Regions from separate parts of the Sus scrofa genome. Here region 1 is linked to region 2. Evidence: chromatin contacts called from public Hi-C data. All regions are on one chromosome and are shown on one strand. Each heading gives the region's core, a stretch centred on a gene start, on an enhancer-like site or on the middle of the called end of the contact. The rest is flanking DNA. Distances are from core to core; before and after follow the strand shown. Region 1 holds the start of BCL11B (B-cell CLL/lymphoma 11B). Region 2 holds the start of VRK1 (vaccinia related kinase 1).

Region 1 (6,134 bases), core at 2,927-5,426, 2.4 Mb before region 2:
CCCTCATATTTGCATATGTTAAGCACTTGTACCCCCCCTTTGGGGGACAGGAGTGACTTTTATTCTAAACAAAGGCTTGATCAAGGAGTGGGGTGTGTGTGTGTGTGTGTGTGTGTGTGTGTGTGTGTGTGTGTGTGTGTGTGTGTGTGTGTGTCTGTCCCTGCGCGCCTGCGCGCGCGCGCAGTAACCTTCTCAGAAGGGTCCTGGACAGCCTGCCTGCCAGGGGTCCTGAAGGAGGGTGTAGGGACGAGGCTCTGGCCCGAGATCCGCCACCCGGCTCCCACCCCGCCTGCCGGTTGTCTGGGCATCTAGAGAGTGGGGAAACATTAGTGTGGGCCAGCTGCCGGAGCCGGGAGGGGTCGAGGGAGAGGTCAAGGTCGGCGGAGAGGCGGCTATTGATCCGGCTTGGAACGCGAGACAGGGAGCACAGCAAGACTAAAGGGGGAGCTGTGAGACCAGACATTAACAGCTTTCAGCGCTAATGATGCCCGTGCCAGACGGGCAGAGGGAAAAAAAGGAGACTGGAGCGGCAGCTGGGATCGCTCGCTGCCTGCGCCTGGCCGCCACTCCCGAGAGGAGGAGGAGGAGGAGGAGGGCGAAGGGGCCAGCGCAGGGCTGGGCAGGGGCAGGGCAGCCTTTCCCCGGCTGCCGCGAGGTGGAGCGCGCCGGCGGGCGGCGGCTTGTCCAGCCCTGCGCCGGCCCGCCTGCGCGTCCCTGTTCCCGCCGTCGGGGCAGCGCGGGGCCAATGAGGAAGTGCTCCCCGGGTCAGTCGCGGCCCGCGCCGCCCCCTGCCCGCTACTTCCTGCTGGGGTGGGGCGGGGATGCCCCCTCTCCAGACCCCGCCGCCCGAACGCGCACAAGTTGGCAGCTGCAGCCAGGGCCCCCGAGCGCCCTGCGAAGTCCGTAGCGGGGCCCCCGTTCTAGAAGGGTCTGCCCTGTTCTCTCCGGCCACAGACCGGGTCCCCGGTCCTTGTTATCTACCCTGGGAGGGTGAGGGTCGCATGCCGGGATTTCGGAAGCCGGAGCGCAGGCGGCGCGGGGCGGCAGGCAAGCCGTGACGATTGGAGTCCAGACCTGAGCCCCCTGCGCTGTGTGACCTTGGGCAGGGCGCTAACCCTCTCTGGACTTCACATCGCCAGTTCCCAGAAAGAGAGTTACCCTCTCTCCCAAATTTAAGAATGTTGGGCGAGTTGGGCTGTCCGGTTTATGGTTTTCCTAAGAAGTTTATTAAAGGTGCGTGTGGCATTTTTTTCTTACTTAGGCCCCTTTCCTGGAAAGATTTTCGTGGTGGGGCTGGATGGGAGGAGAGGGCGGTGCTTCTACACTTTGGACCACGTGGAGGTGGGGTGTGGGTGGCGGGCGGTGGGCAGCAGCCTGCAGTCCGGGGTACGGGGTGTGTGTGTGTGGGGGGTGCCGACTCGCTCTCCGCCCGCCCTGCCGCACCTCCCACTCCGCCCCCTCCGCCCAGTCTCCAGCCCGCTCGCTCGTCTGCCGACCCTGCAGCCCGGTCCGCAAAACTGCATGCTAGGGCACATTTTATTGTTATTATTTTTGCGAGGGGTGGCTTGGGCAGGGAGCTCTTTCTGTCTCCTCTCACGGGCTCTGCGCTCTGTTAAGTTCTAGGTGCCGTCGCCCCACCCAAGACCCTGGGGGCGAACACCCTCCCCTTTGCTCCCCCCCGGAAAAGGCCCCGAGGGAGACCGCGCGCCCGGAGGCGTCACGGCCCAGCCTTTCGCTCCCGCGAGGCCGCCGGAGCCCGGCCTGGGGGCGGGGTGGGGTGGGTGCAGCTGGGCTCGCGGGCGAAGCCCAGCCCTGAGCCAGGCCCCGACCCGCCCTGGCCGCCTCCCGGCCCAGACCCGGGAAACCCTGGGAAGGGCGAGGGGGCCGGCCGCGTGGCGCGCCCAGCTGGGAGGTCAGGTCGCGGAACCGATGAAGTTGGCCGCGGCCTGGGGAGAGACAGGGAGGGCGGGGGATGTCCACGCGGCCCGCGGCCTGGCCTTGTCCCCGGGCCACCGACAGGCCCCCACAACTCCTCTTGTCCTCGCCGGGAGATGAAACGGCTGACACGGCAGCTGCGTCCTTCCCAGTCTGACCGGCGATTTCAAGTCCTGCCCTGGGCGGAGGAGCTTTGGGGTTGGGGGGCGTTACATCCAGGTCGCACGCAGCGTTTGTCAGGAGGTGGGAGGGAACCGGGGGACCTGGGGGGGGTCACCCACACGAGTGTGTTCGAAGACCCAGCCAAACCTACTGTGGGGTCACCATGTTCAAGAATCTCTCCCACGTGGAGCACCCCTGCCCCCTCACCCCCGCGCTTGCCACAGACCTCGGCGTTGGGGGGTGGGGCCGGTGTTTGACCCCCAGGAGTTAGTGGGGGCGAGGTGGAGGGAACTCACAGATTCGGAGGAGCATTCCTTCCCAAGTGGGACTCACACAAGGTCTCACATCCCCCCCGCCCCCCCATGTGCTCTTAATCTCCTCTTAGTCTCTTTTTATTTTGTCCACTTCGCTCTCCCAGAGTTTGGAATATCAGGATTTATATGGAGACACTTTTGCGAAGTTTAACCTCGACCCCTCAATGAAACAAAAGTAAAAACAACCAAGCCACTTTTCTAGGGAGATGAAGCAATGACCAACCCCCCCCCCAGTCCCCGTGGGGACCCCAACCCTCATTCACAGCCATCTACTCCTCCCCACCCAGTCCGAAAAGGCTTTCAGATGAGTGGGTGGGGACTTGTGTTAATTCCACTTACTTCCACGCACACCGCACTCCGCCCCCCTTCTCAGGGGGTCCTGCTCCCTGGAGGGGAGGAGGGATGGAGAGGATTTTCTTTTATTTAAAAATATCCTGCCCATCGTTCTCCCCCCCTTCCCTTTTGCGCTGTCAGTGCGCAGGGAGAAGAGCCACAAAAACGCTGCACGTGTGGCCGGCCTGGACAGCGGGTGTGCGCACGGGCGAGTGTGTGTGTGTGTGTGAGTGTGTGTGCGCGCGCGCGCGAGTGTGTGTGTGTGTGTGTGTGTGTATGTGCTTTCTTGTTCTCTTACAGGGTACAATGTTAAAAAGCCACCGCTAGTCGCCCCCAGTGCTCCGACTCTCTGGGTCTTTTTGTCTCTAGTGCAGATTAAACGTCACGTCCGCACTTGAACTTGAATTTTATCCCATTGTACAGAGGCAGCCCCAGCCATAGAGAGACCGAGAGCTCCCAGAGAACCCGGACTCCGCCATCTTCACGTTGCAATCTATAGCTCCCAGTCCGCGCCCGCACCGACCCAGGCGCACTGGGCAAGCGGCCCCTCAGCCCAGCTCCCCCCGGGCCCGCGGCGCCAGGGGAGCGCTGGGGAGCGCTCGCGGGGACCCGGCAGCCTCTCCGGCCGGCGCCAGCCTGCCAGGTGAACTGGGAAGGAGCAGCTCCTGGAGTCCCCCCAGAGCCTCGGAAGGGTCAGTCTCCGAGAAAAAAACAGGCGGCCCGCAGAAAACCCAGAAACAACCGAACCGGGGCAGTTCTACATTGCTTTGGGTTTTTTGAGGGGGCGGGGTGAGGGGGTACGAGACAAGTCCCCAAGTTTTCTTTGCTTTTTTCTTTTTCTTTTCTTCTTTTATTTTTTATTTGTTTGCATTTTTCCCCCTTCCCCCCCCCCCCTCCTGGTAGAAGTGCGCTCTCCACCTACCAGACCCTGAAAGAAAGTGTCAGGAGCCGGTGCAAAATCCGGTTTAAGTTCAAGAAGACATTTGGAAGTCCAGGAGGCCAAGCAGTTTGAAGAAGTGTAAGCGATTTTTTTTCCTTCAAAAGAATATATTTTTAAAGAAACCAGCCAGTCCGCGGCAAGCAACAGATTTTTTTTTTTTTTTTGCCTTTCTCCTATTTTAGATCGAGAGATTTTTCTTTTTCTTTTTTCTTCTTTTTCTTTTGGCAAACAAAACAAAAAACAGCATAGAAGAAAGAGCAAAATAAAGAAGAAGAAGAGAAGGAAGAGAGGGCAAGAGAGGAAGGGGAAAAAAAAAAAAAACCAAAACACCAACCGGGGCAGAGGAGGAGGCGCGGCGGCGGCGGCGGCGGCGGCGGCGGCAGCGGCGCGGCGGCAGCAGCGGCAGCAGCAGCGGCGGCGGCTCGGACCCCCTCCCCCGGCGCCCCCATCAGTGCAGCTCTCCGGGCGATGCCAGAATAGATGCCGGGGCAATGTCCCGCCGCAAACAGGGCAACCCGCAGCACTTGTCCCAGAGGGAGCTCATCACCCGTAAGTGTCTGCGGCGTGCGCGCGAGGGGCCGGAGGATGGGGCTCCGGGGCTGGGGACACGGAGCCGGGCGCCGCCGGGCCGGTGGCCCGGGCGGCTCGCAGAGGCAGCGGCGTCGGCCCAGAGCATGGTAGGAGGGGCGGGGGCCCTAGGAAAGTTTCTTTGCAGCCGGGGGAGTCGGGGCGCCGTGCAGTCAGACGCGCCCTGGGCTCGGGGGCCTGCGGAGCGGGCTTCGGGCCGGGGAGGGGGCGCGCAGGCTGGAGGAGGTGTGTGTGTGCGCGCGGAGCCCGGCTGGACGCTCGCCCCTCCGAGCGGCGTGTGTGGCGGCGGCGGCGCTGGTGGCGGGGTTTGGAGAGGAGGGGGAGGGGGCTGGGGGAGCGGAGGGGGAGGGGGGAGCCGGGAAGTGGGGAAAAGTTGGCGAGCGCGTGGGTCCGCGCTGACGGCGCGGGCGGAGGAGAGCGGGGTGCGCTCAGGCCTGGGGGAGACGCGGGGCGAGGGGCGGCCGCCGGCTCCGAGTCCCGGTTGCTGCACCCGGCCAGGCAGGGCGCCGGCCACGCTGGTCCTAGGATTCCGCAGCCGCCTTTCTCTCCCCTCCTCTTGCTATTTGCAAAAGAATCCAGCTGCGCGGCTGTTTGCCGGGCTCCTGCACCCCCATCCCCCATTTCCCCACCTCCGTTCGTCTCCTGGGATGATCTTGTCTTCTTTCCCCCACTCCCCAAAAAAGGTGGGGGCATCGGGGGCTGGTGAAAAATCCCCAACACGGGGGAAAAAAGGGTTGTCAGCTAGAAGTGGGAAGAGGGATGTGCTTGGAAAACAGTGAAAGAAAAAAAAAAAAAAAGAGAGAAAGAAAAAAAAGGAAAAAGGAGAGAGACCTATCAATCTCTTCTTACCCATCTTCCTATCTCCGAGCTTTCATCTTCCCTGTCTAAATAAACAAGGCAGGTCGCCGTGGAAATCCACTGTCTGAAATCGTGTGGATTTCAAGCAAGTGGCGGGGCGGGCAAAGTCAGGCAGCGGGGCAGAGACGCAGCAGCCTCCAGCGCCCCAGTTGGGTTTATTTAGGCACGGGGAAGAAGCTGGCGAGAGCGGGCCAGGTACGGGGTTTGCAGGGGAGCTCGCCCGGGTGCCTGCACACTTGCACCGGCGAAGGTCGGCTCGCGGCGCTCCCCGCCCGCCGCAGCCCGCGGGGCCGCTGCCTCGCGGCGCGCAAACCTTTCCCCGCGGTCTTTTCTCTCGTGGTGCCTGGGTCGCCGTTCCTGTTTTTTTTTTTTTTTTTAAATCTTCGAACCTTTCTTTCTTTTTAAAAATTGCAATAGAAATAAAACATCCTCTGGGTGCCATCGAAACCGCGGGCAGGTTGTGTGCCTTGCAATCCTTGGAGCACCTCGTCAGGCTGGGGCCGGGCTGCTGGTGGGGAGCTGGAGAGGGCTGCGCGCCCAGCCGCCGCCGAGGACTGGCGGCGGGGCGGCCGAGAGCCGAATATTTATGTTATATTTTAAAAAATTTAAATAAATAAATAAATATATAAAGGGGTTCTCCCCTCCCCTGAAAACCCAGCATAGGAGCCATCTGCTCGGAGCCTTTGCTGCTGCCATCTCTCCTTTGTTACAGCAGATACATTAGTAAGAATTTGTGGGTTTATTATTATTTTTTGGGGAGGGGAAGAGCTATTAAAGTGGGCTTGCCTTGGGAGAGGGGCTGCCTTTTTGGTGGGAGGGAAGAGGCCTTCGCTTTGATTTTGCACCCTTGTTAACATCAAAGAAGGTTCGCTGGTTGCATTTAAAACAAAATGTTTTGCAACCAGATCTGAGCCTGGTTTGATCAAGGTCCTTTTCACCAGTTGACATTTTGTCCTTTACCAAGCCTTAGCAATTGCTTATTCTACCACCCCCCCCCCCAGATG
Region 2 (6,404 bases), core at 184-2,683:
TGACAACTTGCTATATCAGAGGATGACCTGACCTTAACTACCTGTAAATGTAATTCCAATTACTATATGCCATTTTGGACAGCACAGACATAACCTGAATAAGATGATTATACAAAAAACCCTTGCCTCCCTCTGAAACTACTTTAAAATTGTACATTAAATCCTCCCCAAAAGCATCACACTTCCAAAGTCATGAAAAGCAAGATGCCTTTATTCTGAACGCTTAAAAATAATGCTGCCATACATTTTCTTTTAATCTTGTAAATTACAGCTTAACGGATGGGCAATTCTAGTTGAAAAAAAAAAAGAAAAGAAAAAAATAATAATGAATGAGGCCCTTCAACAGTTTCTTAAAACCACCACCTTCCCAAGAGCAAAACTGGTATCTCCAAACTGTTTCAAGGAGAGATGGGGGAGGGAAAGGACGAGTCAATACATAGCAAGAAGAGAAGAAAAAAAAAAAAACGGGGGGAGGGGTGACTTGACAGAAAAGTTAAAAAATGAGTGGACTTAACTGAAACCTAGGGTCTACCACATTTCCCTCTCAACCCGGAAACCCTGGTGCGTTTGTCGAATTTAAATAAAGCACCTAAGAGTTTTGAGACCAGAGCCAAAAATTATTCCGACGGTAGGAAAAACTATCTGTCGCCCGCGAATACAGCAGCATCAGCAAAAGGTGCCACCCTGCAGCTACGAAGACGGGACAAAAAACAGCTGTCAGGGGCACGCGAAAATCCCTTGTAAAATTCCGCCACCGGAGCTCGAACGCCTTGAACCTGCCGCAAGGGCCGCTCTCACCGGGCCTCAGCCGGACCTTGACAGCTAAGAAAGGCGCCCAGGCCTGGAACGCCAGCCCCGGGCGAGCAGGCTCCTGCCCCTATCTCAGGTCTCCAGGCCAACGTCGCCTCCCGAGATGCCCTCCTCACCCCACCCCCGCCCATCACTCCCGCCCACAGACGCCTGTCCCCGTTTTCAGAGAGCTCTCGCTTCTGCAAATGGTCAGTTTGGCTTCTATTCTGCTTCCCCTGCAGAACGTGAGTTCCAAGACCGCGGAGGGACGCCGCTGATCCAATCTGGCCTACAGAAGCCATCTCCCAGACCCGGCCTGAGCGCCCAGGATGCCGTGCAAGTCTGACCCGCCTACACGCCGTTCAGAACCGGCAACGGAGCCTTGGGGACCCGCCCGGCCGGTGCAGGGAGCCCGGGGCCGCAGCGGGGCCTGAGGGAAACCCGGCGAGAGAGGACGCCGGCGCCTCCCGAGGTCCCGGCTGCCCTGCCGCCCCGCGCCGGCCCGGCCGCCGACAGCCTCTCCGCGGCCCCCGCTCGGCGCCGGCACTCTTGCTCAGCTCCGCGCGCGGCTACCCTACCCGGAACCGCAGACCGGTCGCCTTCTGCCCAGTACGAACTTCCCGCCGCTTTCGCCGACTTGCAACTCAGTTGAGGCGCCGGCCCCGTCACACTCCGCAGTATGGAGCCTTCTCATTGGCTCGGGTGAGCGGGAGAGGCGGGGCGAGTGGGAACGCGCGAGCGGGGCGGAGCCTATGCCGGCCTTCTCCGCCTCCGCGGGCATGGCGGGAGCCGCGGACCGGCGCACCCAGTGCATGCTGGGAAGTGTAGTGTTTTACGGGCAAAGCAAGATCTCGGTCCCTCTTGCCCCGTGGGCACCTGGGAAATGTGGTATAGCGCCTCTAAGTCCATCTTTCTGGTTGAATGCTGTACCTGGCAATGCCTTAAGAACTGAAATAAATATTGCCAGTATTCTCAGTAGCTTTTTTAACCAATATGTTGGTTAAAAAAAAAAAAAAATTCAACCTTAAGGTTACCGTAGGTGTACGGTTGGGCAGAGGGAAGAATTGGGAGTGTAAGTATCACACACATTCTGACAGTTTATTGTATACCGCAGGAATCACCTATATGGGGAAAAAAGAAAAGGTATATTTACATGTATGACTGATTCACTTTGCTATACACCTAACACAACATTGTAAGGCAACTATACTCTAATAAAATATTTTTAAAAATAAATGTCACAGAGAAGCAAATAAATAAATGTGTTGACAAAGAGTTGGACGTAAAAGCAGCCCTATGTTCCGGTTTGGCCCAGTTCCTCCTCTGCCTACTGGCGTTTGCGTTTTTCCACCTGAGGATCCACACACTGCAGGCTCCTCCCACAGCAGCCTGGCTCTGTATACCATGTTCTGGCTCTGGAAGCAAACAGCTTGCAGATCAAATCCTTGCTCTTCCACTCTGTATCTTTATAACCTAGATTACTTAACCTCTATGAGTCTCAGTTTCCTGTTTCTGTCAGGACTAAAGGAGATAGTCTCGAGACAGTCCTTTTTATGTAGTAGATGCTCAATAAAGAGTAGACAGTATAAATATAATTCTGTCCGCTCCTAGCCATGACTCTAAATTCCACCTGTCTGTCGAACCTATTTCAGTGCCTACCTAACCTTCTGTAGTATTCCATCTGTAATTCCCTTATGCCACAGTTTGCTTTATAATCAATTGTCTCAGCCTCCATCACCCATGAGACTGTGAGCTTATCTTGGACCAGGATACTGTTCTAGGTCAAAATCACCAAAGCCATAGGCAGAGGGAGCTTTACAGAGAAACTAGAGAAGCTTAAGCAAGGTCTCTTCCAAAGCCTTCTGTTAGAGGGAGTTTTAGAGGGAGGGGGGTGTTGTTTGCCAAGGTAAGGTACTTTTGTACGATTTTCTTAAAGTGGACCCCCCCCCAAATTGCATGACTTCAGTCCTCACAAAACCTGGAATCACACTTCCCCTTGGACAGTGCGGCGATGTGCCTGGTGACTCACATTTGCCCCTCCAGGGACTCTCACTGGCTCCAGATGGTCCTCCAGCCTGCCGGCGGCCCCAGGAAGCTGAGCTGGTTCCTGTGCCTCTGGCTTCTGGTGTATTTGGCCAGCAGGGAACCCCACAGAGAACTGGAGGGAAAGAGAAATGTCACTGAAGGCAAGTATTCCCCTGGATCCTTGTCGGCAAGGTCACCTCCAGTCGGCTAGTGCCCTCAGCTGAAGGCCACTGCTCCCTGCTCTCCCTTCCAGCTTACAGTGACAGCTTCTTCCCATGGTGCCCGGGACATGCAGCTGATAACACCACGACTGCTGCTGAGCCAAGATTACTGCTCCATCCCCGTGGTTCCCACGCCCACATCTTGGCCAAAGTCTCATTGCAAATAAACCCTCCTCAAATTAGCCTGTTTCAAATGTGTTATCTGCTTCTTGCTGAGACCTTAACAGAAACATTTGCACAAAGGGAGCACTCGATGAGTATTTATCAGCAAAGAGGTCTCAAGATGGAATTCCCATTGTGGCTCAGTGGTAACGAACCCAGTTAATATCCATGAGGATGTGGGTTTGTTTGATCCCTGGCCTCACTCGGTGGATTAAGGATCTGGTGTTGCCATGAGCTGTGGTGTAGGCCACAGACGCAGCTCGATTCCTGCATTCCTGTGGCTGTGATGTAGGCTGGCAGCTACAGCTCTGGTTTGACCCCTAGCCTGGGAACTTCCACACGCTGCAGGTGCGGCCCTAAAAAATAGAAAATAAAAGAGGTCTCAAGATTCATACATCTCATGGGTGTGGAATTCCCAGGCAAGAATCTGTGGCCAGAATCCACTGAGAGAATCTCTCCCTCACACACACACACACACACACACACACACACAGACACACACACACGCACACACAAAGAGAAAGAGACAGAGAAACACCCACACACGCTGAGAAGACTTGGAACAGAACTCATCTTTCACCTCATGACCGGGTTCCCCTAACCTCACCAAACGTGTGCAGAAGAAATGTCCCCGCTTCCATGCTGGGTTGGCACCAGCTGGCCTTGAATCGCACTGAAATCAGCAACAGGGCCTGGAGTGTCCCAGGGTGGGAATGGAATGTACTTATTCTGGAGGTCGTGGCTGCCTCAGCCTGGTGGGATAGCTTACTCTTCAACTGCTACTTCAGTGCACTCTGTCCCCAGGCAACTGCCACCGTCTCCAACACCTCGCACATGTGCTAAGATGTCCTCCCAGTACAGAGCCTGGCAGGACATCAGTCCAAGCTGCTGGCACAGAGACTGCCATTCTGAGGTGCTGTAGGTGGGGATACAACTCTGGGACACTGGAGGCCCTCCATGGATTTTTATGAGTTGGCAGCTTGGTATCAAGATCACGGTTATACGGAAAATGGACCCATGAGGACTGGCTGGGGCTGGGCTTTAGAACGAGAATTGAACTTAAGAGGAAAGGTCGGTGAGTACAGTCCTGCCATATATTCAAAATATCCAACAGTCCGAACAAATGTTTACTGAGCACCTACTGTGAGCAGGAAATTGGGTTAAACTCTGGGAACTCTGAAGGTTCTGGTTTAACTAATGTTTAAGGAGGCCTTGCTGTGTATTGGGCATTGTGCTTTTTCACATACACTATCTCAGCTCTTTTTTTTTTTGGTCTTTTCCAGGGCCGCACCTGCAACATATGGAGGTTCCCAGGCTAAGGGTCGTATTGGAGCTGTAGCTGCCAACCTGCACCACAGCCACAGCAGTGCCAGATGAAACTGGCATCTGCAACCTACACCACAGCTCACAGCAACAACAGATCCTTAACCCACTGAGGGAGGCCAGGAATTGAACCCACAACCTCATGGTTCCAAGTCGGATTCTTTCATCACTGAGCCATGACGGGAGCTCCCTATCTCAGTTCTTAAAAAGGAAAACAAATTTTTAAGTTCAAGTGATTCCAAGGAGTTTAGTACTAACAAAAACACACTACTATAGGAGTCCCCATTGTGGCTCAGTGGAAACAAATCTGACTAGTTACCATGAGGACGTAGGTTTGATCCCTGGTCTCACTCAGTGGGTTAAGGATCCAGCGTTGCTGTGAGCTGTGGTATAGGTAGCAGACATGGCTCAGATCTAGTGTTGCTGTGGCTGTGGAATAGGCCAATGGCTACACCTCTGATTCAACCCATAGCCTGGAAACTTCCATGTGCTGCTGGTGTGGCCCTAAAAAGACAAAAAAAAAAACAACAAAAAAAAAACAAAACTACTTTATATAAAGTAGATAACCAATAAGAGCCTACTGTATATCACAGGGAAATGTACTCAATATTTTGTAACAATCTATAAGGGAAAAGAATCAATATAGATCATATATACAATGTATAATATATATTATATATGTAATATAAAGTGTATATATATATTAAGTATTTAATACATTTAATGTATTAAATTAAATTGAATCACTTTGCTATACACCTGAAACTAACACAACATTGTAAGTCAACTATACTTCAATTTAAAAAAGAAAAAAAGGGAAATATATAAATGATTCTAGGCCCCCTGAATCTACTTCCAAATGTTGATTTTCCTGCCCCTTTATGCACAGCTTCAATACATGGGGTACTTGTTACAGGGAGATACTTTCAATGCTGTGATAGAGTTTTGTACAAGATGCTGCCCTAGGTCTAAAGTAAAGGGATTCCTGGCTAAAGGATCCCCATGGATTAAGCAGGGTGACCCAGGAGTGGGTTCAGCCCATTTTTTTCTGGAGTTCCCATTGTGGCTCAGTAGGTTAAGGACCTGACATAGTGTCTGTGAGGATTCAGGTTCCATCCCTGGCGTTGCTCAGTGGGTTAAGGATCTGATGTTGCCTCAAGGTGCCAAGTAGGTCACAGATGCAGCTTTGATCCCATGTGCTGTGGTTGTGGTGTAGGCCAGCAGCTGCAGCTCTGGTTTGATGATTCAACCCCTAGTCTGGGAACTTCCATATGCCTCAGATGTGGCTGTAAAAAGAAAAAGAATTCCCTGATGCCTAGCTAGTGCAGATAGCTGAAAAATCTATGCATGGGATCCGTATTGATTTGACACATGGTCAGGCTCTGGAGTGCCCTCTTTTATTCCCAGGAACCCTCTGACCTCGACACAGAAAGGGAACAGGACAGGGCACTTTGGGAAAGGGAGAGGAGGATGGCAGTAGCGAGATCACGGCAGAAACTCAGTCTATGACGTTCACACAGGCCTGATAGTCACTGCCCCGGCAGCCTTCAGCAGATGCTGGATGTACCAATGAATCTGTTCACCGGTCCCTGTCCTTGTTGTTTTCATCTGCAGAATGGGAACAATCATCCTGGGCCAACCAGTTCTCCGCCTCTCCAGGCTGATGGGAGGTAGGTGAGGTCAAGTCTGAGAAGGGCTTTGATCTTCAAGAACAAAGCTGCTAGGGTGTCATTGTTAGGCAGGCGACCTAACAACAACCCAAGGAATTATTACCTCCCGGGAGAAGGGGAAACAGAGAGGGATGAGGAGCAGGGCATTTTCAGAAATCTTCTGAGTACCCCACCCCTGGTCCCTACTCCTCCATCCCCTTCCACGTCTCATCTT

Evidence for each region. Hi-C and Micro-C count contacts between places; a contact is called where the count stands out from the background.
Region 1: a contact with region 2 is called in a Hi-C map of embryonic fibroblasts, with 2.4 times the contacts expected there. The contact joins the promoter of BCL11B here to the promoter of VRK1 in region 2. A contact is called at or near these places in 2 of 47 Hi-C or Micro-C datasets (embryonic fibroblasts and fibroblasts).

Annotation. Positions count from the first base shown.
Region 1 is chr7:120,293,779-120,299,912 of Sscrofa11.1, reverse strand. BCL11B (B-cell CLL/lymphoma 11B) reads left to right here and starts at 4,176. Exons shown (of 5, transcript NM_001297633.1): 1 at 4,176-4,233. The coding sequence starts at 4,176.
Region 2 is chr7:117,938,013-117,944,416 of Sscrofa11.1, reverse strand. VRK1 (vaccinia related kinase 1) reads right to left here and starts at 1,433. Exons shown (of 13, transcript NM_001243688.1): 1 at 1,368-1,433.